2 separate regions of the Delphinus delphis genome follow, and region 2 is linked to region 1. The links are chromatin contacts, called in public Hi-C maps. All regions are on one chromosome and are shown on one strand. Each heading gives the region's core, a stretch centred on a gene start, on an enhancer-like site or on the middle of the called end of the contact. The rest is flanking DNA. Distances are from core to core; before and after follow the strand shown. Region 1 holds the start of BLCAP (BLCAP apoptosis inducing factor). Region 2 holds the start of RPN2 (ribophorin II).

What was found. A called contact is a pair of places that touch in the nucleus more often than the background predicts.
Region 2: a contact with region 1 is called in a Hi-C map of lung, with 4 times the contacts expected there. The contact joins the promoter of RPN2 here to the promoter of BLCAP in region 1. A contact is called at or near these places in 2 of 3 Hi-C or Micro-C datasets (lung and muscle).

Annotation. Positions count from the first base shown.
Region 1 is chr15:21,699,908-21,704,916 of mDelDel1.2, reverse strand. BLCAP (BLCAP apoptosis inducing factor) reads right to left here and starts at 1,934. Exons shown (of 2, transcript XM_060030812.1): 1 at 1,661-1,934.
Region 2 is chr15:22,006,644-22,011,652 of mDelDel1.2, reverse strand. RPN2 (ribophorin II) reads left to right here and starts at 2,347. Exons shown (of 16, transcript XM_060030821.1): 1 at 2,347-2,477. The coding sequence starts at 2,465.

The DNA of each region.
Region 1 (5,009 bases), core at 685-3,184:
AGCTTATTGCATGTGGGTTGGGTAGGATTGGATGAGGGAGCAGGTGTGCTGTGAGTCATTTGCCAGACATTTATTTTCAAACTTCTATCTACTCAGAAGCCAGTACCCTACAGTGAGATTCTGAATTTGCAGTGAGTTTTCCCCCAGAGATTTAAACGTGCACATATATACAAAACATTAGTCTAACAACAGCCTCTTTTTCCCTGGAGACATCTGATTTCCTCTATATGCCCCAGAGACATGTCACCATCTTCTCTGGTTATGATCCTGCTTCCCCTCCGCCTCCTTTTCTCCCTCCCACGGGGCCCATTCCCCAGCAGGATCCAGATTCCAGAGCATTCCCAGAACAGGAAGTCAGAGAGGCAGGCAACACATGGTCCTTGGTATATCATACAGCGACAGGCTTGAAATGGAATGCATATGTTTCAAAGATAAGAGAACAACAACAGAAAAAGACAGCCAAACCCAGCCTTCCAGATTCCTCTTTGAAACAACATGTTACAGATAAAAGGTTAAACTGTTTTTGGCAGCAATTCTAACAAGACCAATTTCAGATACGGAAGTGATCTGGTCACTGGAAACCGACCAGGGCTCGGCAATCTTTCAACAGATTCGCTGACATTAATTAGTCTCTGATTTAAAACAAACAAACAAACAAACAAGATCTAACACTTGGCATTAGCACTTAAGCTGGAACGTGTGTGTGTGTGTGTGTGTGTGTGTGTGTGTGTGTGTCTCCTGGCTTTAGTGTTGCCGTCCAGAAGGCTGAGGGGATGGCTGTACCATGTCAAGCAGGGCAAACAGAAGCTGTCCCCAAAACACCAGTTCCCTGAAAGGGATAAAACATGATCCGAACCTATAAACAGAAAGGCCGTTTCTTTCCCAGGACAGACCCCAGTCTGCCCCAACATTTAGCGTTGAAAAGGGACACGGAGGCCTGGAAGGAAATTAAATAAGGTGTGGAAGAGGGAAGGAAAAAGCAACTGTCCCCCATCCCCCATTCTTCTCTCCAGGCCATTAGTGTGCCAGGCAACCCATTCCTTCAGCTGCCCTTGAGGGCCACTCCCCACATATACTGTAGGAAAGGGAATGGGTGTCCGGACTTGGTGTAAAATTAGAGAGAGTAAGAAGCACCCGCGACCCAAAGCAGAGCGTCAACCTATCACCCCAGACACCAAGGCGGGGACCCGGGGAGGGAGACCCTTTTCTCTCCTCTCCCCCACGCCCCTTCTGGTTTAAAAAAAAAAAAAAAAGGTAACTTAAGTGGTGGGGACAGAGTGACAGGCATCTCAGAAGCTGGGCCCCCTGCCACGTGCACCGGGGCCGGAGAGAAGGTTGTCGCACCCCCAGCCCCAAGCTCCCCAGCTCTGCCTGCCCCATCCCACAAGCAGACAGGCGAGTGATGACCTTGGAGGCCTGAACGAGAACCCAGGAGTCCAGTGCCCTGCCCTCGGGCCACGAAGAGACCCCCAAGGCCCAGGCTGGGGGGCCAAACAGGGCAATCACGTGACACTGGACAGGGGCGGCCCTCAGGGTGCGCGGAAGGAAAACCCCAGAGAGGGACCGGACGACGCCTAAGGTGACCCCGAAGGGACAACATGGCGGCGCGGCCGCATTAAGGGCCTCTCATCCCGCCCCCAAGAGGCCGACGCCACGGTACCTGCGAGCCCTGCCATGGCGCCGCCGCCACCGCTGACGCCTTCGTAGCCGCAGCCTGCCACCACCTCAACTCGCCTCCGACGCCGCAGGAAGCAGGGGAGACGCCCCCTTCGTCTTCTAGTCGAGCCGACCGAGGACCCCTTCTGGGGTCGGGCTGCCTACGGCAGATGCCTGATAATACGACCTAAATTGGGGGGGTCTTCTATGCCCGATATCCTCCTAACGTGTGCCACAGATGACCATTTGAAGACTTTTTGCTAATGTGTTCAGAAATCTGGGGGTTCTGAAGTCTTCAAATCCGAAGAATTTTTGATCAGGCGCATCCAGGACAGCTCCGAATCACGCCCCCCCGCCTTGGTCCCCTCATACATATGCAGTGGATTGTGATCTTTACACATTTAGAGCAGAGGGGGCGTATCCTAGTCTCTGTAGGTGAACGATTGTTCGCTTTGGTCCTCGTGGATGACCCGTGTAATCTCTGAAAACGTTCCCGTGGCTCAAAGTCCGCCTCCTCCCTGGCCCCTTTACCAAGGCCAAAGATCAGGAGCGGAAATATTCCGGCTCAGAATTTAGGATTTGACTTGGGTCAGGACCTGACTCTTCTTGCCCTGTACTTTAGGCGAGCCACTTGCCCACCCCGACTGTTAGCTTCCCCGAATCTGATGAAATGCCTACTTCACAGGGTTGTTATAGGGATTAAATGAGTCAATGTATCTATTTATTAGCTAAATAAGCACATTCCTTGAGCGCTTACTGTGTGTAAATGCAGTGCTAAAGGCAAGAGGATAGAATGGAGCGTGAAATAGGCGCTGTTCTAATTCAAGGAGATGCCCGGCTACTGGGGGAGAGTGGGGGAGGGGTGGAAAAGCAATCATCAGATTACTTATATGTGCAATCTAAAATATGACACAAATGAACATATGTACGAAACAGACTCATAGAGAACAGACTTGTGGTTGCCAAGGCGGAGGGGGTGGGGGAGGGATGGATTGGGAGCTGGGGATTAGCAGATGCAAACTATTATACTGTATATAGAATGGATAAACAAGGTCCCACTGTATAGCACAGGGAACTGTGTTCAATATCCTGTGATAAACCGTAATGGAAGAGAATATGAAAAAGAAATGTATATATAGGTATAACTGAATCACTTTGCTGTACAGCAGAAATTAACACAACATTGTAAAGCAACTATACGTCAATAAAATAAATTTTTTTAATCATCAAATGATCACTATCTGTTAATAATTTAAATCAAATCAATATATAATTATGCATGATGGGAAATGCTGTGGGGGAATATGAAGAGTGCTATGAAAAATTAATGGAGGGGAATTCCCTGGCAGTTTGGTGGTTAGGACTCCATGTTCTCACTGCCGAACGCGCGGGTTCGATCCCTGGTTGGGAAATTAAGATCTTGAAGGCTGCGCAGTCTGGCCAAAAAAAAAAATTAATGGAACCCTCATGTAGTGGGAAGGGTAAGGGTGGAAACTCCTTGGGAAGCTGGCATTTAGGCTTAAAAACCAAAGATAGTTTTGTAGGGCAAGAGTGAGAGGGGAAATGTTGTAGGCAGAAAGAACCACTTGTCCCAGATGTGGAGGTGGGAAGCAGCAGCTGAGGGTGAGGAAGGAGCAAGTAGGGCAGGTAGTGCTACCTAATGAAGTTGGATTTTATCTTTATCTTTTTATCATTTTCATCAGGGGAATGATACCAGGTTTGGGTCTCTGAAAGTCCACCCTACATGGCTTGGAAAGCACTTTCGAGCGGGTGTGGGGAGACCAGCCAGAAGGCTGTTGTAGGTTTCCAAGTGCAAAGGAATGGTGACCCTGGAAGGTGGAGAAGTAGAGAATGTAAGATGGAATGTGGGTGGGTGTTGAGGCATTGGCAAAGACACCTAGATCTTTGCCTTGAGTATGAAAGAATGAAAGAGCCCTTGACTAAGGTGGTAAAGCCTGCAGCAGGCTCAAATTGAGGGGGAAGATCAAGAGTTTGGCTAAGAAGGTAAGTTTGAAAAGCCTGGGCAATGGTTGGGTGGAGAGGGTCAATAGGCCGCTTTATATGAGACTGGTGCTCAGAAGAGAGATCTGGGCTGGAGATACATATTTCAGTAACATCAGCACACAGTACACACATCATGGTGCTGGATGAGGTCCTAAGAAAGTGAAGGTAGATTAATAAGTAGGCAGAGGAAGAGCCAGGAAAGGAGGCTGAGAAGCAGTGACCCGTGGGGTAGGAGGAGGACCAGGTGAGCATGGGATCCCAGAGAGGAGGTTTCAGGAAGGAAAGAATGCTCAGTGGAGATGACTGCTATGGAGGACAGAAATGGCACCATTCGGTCTGGTTACAAGGGGGGGCTTAGGGACTGTATCCTTTATGATTCAAGTTCCAAAAACAAGACCCTAAATCACTTGGCTTAAAAAAATAAATATACCCTGCCACTCAGTGGCAGGTTAGTTGAGTGGCTTGACCATGTCATCACAAACATTCCATCTCTTAGGTTCATTTCATCTCTGCTGTGCTGTCCTCATGTTGGTTTCATGCTCGTGGTCATAAGATTGCCACCCCAGTTCCTGGGGTCTCATCCACATCAAGGAGATGACCATTCCTCCTGTAGCTGAGACTCAAACAAACTAGATGTGACCTCTGTCTTGCTGCTTCTGGGCTGAGGGATCTACGCACTCATGCCAGGCACACCCAATATCCAACACTGGAGGAAAAGAGGAGTGTCACAGTGGAAACTCTTGTTTAGAAAAGAGAAAGGCTGGGCATTGGCAAGGATGTGGAAATTCTTGCACACTGCCCATGAGAGGAAACTGGTACAACCACTTCAGAAAACTGGCAGTTTCCACTAAATGTAAACAGACACTTACGCTGTGACTAGAATTTCCACTCTTAGCTTTTCATTCCAGGAGAAATAAGTGGCTATTACAAGCAGACTTGGACAAGGATTTTCATAGCAGATTTACTCAGAGCTCAACATGGATATAGCCCAATGTTCATCAACAGGAGAATGGATAAACAAAATACGGCATGTCCATCCAATGGACTACTATGTTTTACATATAAAAGTACAAATTGCTGGGAGTTCCCTGGTGGACTAGTGTTTCGGATTCTGGGCTTTCACTGCCGTGGTCCGGGTTCAATCCCTGGTCAGGGAAATGAGAACCCGCAAGCCGTCCGGCATGGCATAAGAAAAAAAAGTACAAATTGCTGACACGTGACACTATAGATTATACTCCTATATGGTATGTGGACTAAAAGAGTCCAGACACAGAAACAGTACATATTGTATGATTCCATTCACAGAAGGTTCAAGGGCAGGCAAAACTAATCTATGGTTCTAGAAATCA
Region 2 (5,009 bases), core at 1,098-3,597, 310 kb before region 1:
CATGCTTTACATTTCTATCAGCAGTATATGAGAGTTTCAGTTGCTCCACATAATTGCCAATATTTGGTATTGTTGGTCGTTTTATTATCAACCGTTCCAGTGGATGTGTAGCAATATTTCACTGTGGTTTAATATGCAGTGCTGTTGGTCATCTTTTCACGTGCTTATTTGCTATTTGTATATCTTTGATGAAATGTCTACTCAAATCTTTTGCCCATTTTTTTTTTTTTTTTTTTTTGCGGTACACGGTCCTCTCACTGTTGTGGCCTCTCCCGTTGCGGAGCACAGGCTCCGGACGCGCAGGCTCATTGGCCATGGCTCATGGGCCTAGCCACTCCACGGCATGTGGGATCTTCCCGGACCGGGGCACGAACCTGTGTTCCCTGCATCGGCAGGCGGACTCTCAACCACTGCGCCACCAGGGAAGCCCCCATGTTTTTTATTGGATTGCTTGCAAAAGTATGTTGGTAAATGTTTAAAAAAGACTCTCGCAGTGTAGTTCTGAAGTTTGATATTTTCATTTATATTAACGAGTAAGATGTAACTGAAACTTCAGAAGTGACTTCTTTTCTGAATGGGATAATAGTTTTCAAACAGGAGAAGAATATTTCCTCAAGTTTTTGTGCTATTGACAATGTGAAATTGATTGATGCAATATACTTTTAAGTTTAATCTCTATTAACATTTTCTCCAACATTAAGTTTACACAGTAAAAAAGCAATACGTCAAGCTCTGGTCTGTAGCATGTGCTGACTGTATGGGGTAAATATTCTTATTGTAGCCAAAATTCAGCTATTAATGTTACTGGGAAGAGATTTGTAGTAGCACACCATGATATAAGATTTTTACTATTCAGATATTATAGATATAAGCTACCACAAAAACACAGATGATGGTAAAATACAGCAAAATAATTAGGAAATGATGACTTTGGTTTTCAATATACTTTATTTCATTGTAAGTGCGTATAGTTTAATTTTTCTAAATAGCTGTATTTAACAACCAATTTGCAAAATTCCTTTTATTTATATATATGTTTATTGAAGTATAGTTAATTTACAATGTTGTGTTAGTTTCTGGTGTACAGCGAACTGATTCAGTTATACATATATACTCTTTTTCATATTCCTTTCCATTTTGTTTTATTACAGGATATTGAATACTGTTCCTTGTGCTATACAATAGGACCTTGTTGTTTATCAAAATTCCTGATAAATTTAACAGTAGACTCTCCAAGCGAGTATGAGGCTTCAGCACACCATTGGTTGTCTTATTACTGAGTTGGAAAGAGTTCTTTATATATTCTAGATCAGTGCTGTCCAATAGAATTTTCTGTGGTAATGGAAATGTTCTATAGTTCTTCACGGTCCAACATGATCTCCACCAGCCACATGTGGCTACTGAGTGCTTGAGATGTGGTAAGTACAACTGACAAACTGAATTTTTAATTTTAATTAATTTAAATTCAAATTAAAATATCCACATATTTAATGGCTAGTATACCATACCCGACAGCACAGTACCAGACATAGAAAGAACTGACTCTCCCTTATTTAGGATAATAATTTCCGGGACACTAATTATAGTAAGAGTTATCGCATAGTGAATACTTCATATGTTCATAATAGTTAAAAGCACAGATTATGGAGTCAGACTGTCCGGGTTCAAATATTTCAGTTTCCTTCTCTATAAAATGGGAATACAAATAGTGCATATTTCACAGAATGGTGATGAGGAGTAAATGAAATAGTGTACATGGAGTGCTCAGTACACTGTCGGGCTATCCCATAAACTCCCAATAATCGGAGTTAGCTATTATTGAGTTCTTAGATAAGTCACTTCCTTTTTTGAGCCTGTTACTTCGTCTGTAAAATTGGGCTAATATTCTCCTGATACAAATGCTGTGCAAATCAGTTAAAAAATCACTCGTAGGTCAGTTATTAAGAACCGAAACAATCTTTGGAGAAAGTTGCCATAATTTTTAATTTTCTAACAAAACCCGAAACCCCTCGAACATTGCTGGCCCTTCCCCACCGCACCCTTCCTATTCCTTTAAAATCGGCCGGGCTGCAGAGAGACGACTGAGTGACAGCGCAATAGGCCAATCACAGGAGGACGCGTATAAGGCCCACCCCCAAGGCCTCGTCCAACCGCGTGCCGGCAGCGCCCGGAATGGGATGGTTGCGAGGCGGTCGGTTCCAAGTGGGCCAGGGTGCGGGGGGGAAGCGGGCCTGTACTCGAGGACTGCAGCGCACTCTGCGCGCGAGGACTGGAATTCCGGCCGCAGCTGCTGGGAGTGACCCGGCCCAGCGGGACGGCGGGGGACTGACCTGTGCCTAGAGCCCATCCTAGCACGCGGGGTCTGCCGCGAATCCCTGGCGTCCCCTCCGGCGCAGTCTTGGAGCCACTTTCCCGAGCGGAAGTCCGCCTGTGTCTCGGGCCCTGGTGGGACCTGCTAGGAGGAATGGCTCCGCCGGGTGAGGCGTTGCGCATGGCTCGACAACGGGGTCCCGCGGCCCGCAGGCCTTGGCGAGTGGGCTCTCGCCCGCAGGATACTAGTGCTCGCCACGCAGGAGCTGGCTAGGCGGGATCCCCTTACCCTGCGGGGCAGGGGCATGGGCCTGGGCATGGGTTCGGGCTCGGGCTTTTGGGCTCGAGGGTCTGACGAAGAGCTGGCCAGCGGGTGGGATTGCCGCGGAGGAGGGGTTGGGTACGGGTGCGGCGCGGAGCTGCGGGTCCCCCCGAGGCCCAGCCAGGGACCGCGGCCGCGGATAACGCTCGGGCTGACTTAACTCATTCATTTGACTTGCGCGGGCTTCCGGGCCAGGAGGCGTAAGAGTGAGCTTTTGGCCAAATCATCCTGTTTTTTAAAAAATATTTATTTACTTATTTATTTGGTTGCACAAGGTCTTGGTTGCGTTAGGTAGGGTCCTGAGTTATGGCATGCGAACTCTTAGTTGCGGCATGCATGTGGGATCTAGTTCTCTGACCAGGGAGCGAACCCGGGCCCCCTGTTTGGGAGCACAGAGTCTTAACCACTGCGCCACCAGGGAAGTCCCTCGTCCCGTTTTTGGACCATGGTTTCCTTTTTAATGAAAGGAGCAAGACAGTCAGTCATCTCTCTTTGGGAGCTTAGAGCATGAGTCCTGAAGTTAGAGTCTCCGGTACAGACTTGGAGTCTGCCACGTATTCGTTAATGTGACCCTGTGCAAGTTACTTAATTTCTCTGCCCCTCAGTTTCTCATCTGTAAAATAGGTTAGTAAAGTTATCTATCTCATGAATTACAGTGAGTGTTAAATCAGATAATCTCCTTGCGTAGCGTGGAACAGTGCGGCACTAAGTAAGCGCTCAGTAAGCTTAACTATATTGCTAGGTATTGAGTGGGCACTGTGCAGGATGGAACCTCATGTAGTCTCACAACAACTTGGGAAATGTGTACTGTTATTATTTCCATTTGACAGACGGAATATCAGAGAAGGGAAGTAACTTGCCCCAGGTAAAAGTGAATAAGTCAGTGAGCTCACTGCTCCATTATTTGAGAGGTTGAGGATAATAGAGCTCCTGCAGTTTGGTTCTCACCTAGTTACGTGTCTTAGGGCAGGTAACTATTTCTGAGACTCAATTTCATGGTCTGTAAACCGCACTCACTTGGATGTTGAGAGGATTTAATGACTAAATGGATGCAAACTACTTAGCATAGTGTGGGCATACCGTACACATGTTAAGTGCTCAAATTTTAGACCCCACAGTTGTTATGATTAATATGAGGTGGGAATATCAGGATTCTGGCACAGATGCTGTGTTAGGGGAACTTACAGTCGACCTGGCAAAAGCTAGTCATAGTTACTCACTAGATCTTAAGGTATTGAGTGCGTGCATACGGGCCTCTCACTGTTGTGGCTTCTCCCGTTGCGGAGCACAGGCTCTGGACGCGCAGGCCCAGCGGCCATGGCTCACGGGCCTAGCCGCTCCGCGGCATGTGGGATCTTCCCGGACCGGGGCACGAACCACGTCCCTTGCGTTGGCAGGCAGACTCTCAACCACTGCGCCACCAGGGAAGCCCAGCATAAGTATCTTGATTCCTCTTTTACATCTTTCAATCCATTATCAATTCTGGCTTTAACTTTGAATTCTAGCCAGACTTCAACCACTTCTCAGTACCTCCATTGCTGTCACCCTGGGTTAGACCACCAGCATCTTTTTTCCTGGGTTATGGCAGTAGTCTTCTATCCTTACTTCTCTGTAATCTCAACACAGTATTGTTTATTCTCAACACAAAGTTCCTGTTAAAATGTATGTCGAGTCACTCCTCTGCTCAAGATTTTCCCGCGGCTCCCATCTCACTTTATAAAAGCCAAAGTCCCTATAATGCCCTGTGGATTTGGCCTCTGCTACGTCTGTTACCTTGTCCTTACTTCTCAACCCTTGCTTAATCCTCTCCAGCCATATTGTTCTCTTTGCTAAGGCGAAAAACACCATCTGCACTCCTGATTCAGGGTATTTGCCCTTGCTTTTCTTGGGATAGTTTCCCTCCAAATTTCTTTATGACTTGCTCCTTTTCCTTGAGGTTTACACACAATATCTTTATTTCTTAGGGCTTCACAGGCTACCATATGTAAAATTACAGCTCTTCCTGATATTCCTTCTGTGCTTTATTTTTCTCCATAGCACTTTTCACCTTCTAAGATGATGAATAACGTTTCATAATTATTTTGTGTAATGTCTTTCTTTTCCAACTAGAATGTAAGCTCCATGAGGTTAGGGGTTTTTGTTCTGTTTCCTGTTGTATTTTTAATACCAAAAATAGTGCTTGGTACATAGTAGGTACTTAATAAATATTTGATGAATGATGATCCACATTATAGATCTCTTTCTAGTTTTTTTCAAGAGCTTTTGCATTCTTTAGGTTATTTAACACACATGAGGACTTAAATAACACTAACACTCATGCCCCTAGTGTAGGCATCCCTTCTACAACATTCTCTAAAAAATAGTGGAGTGCGAACTC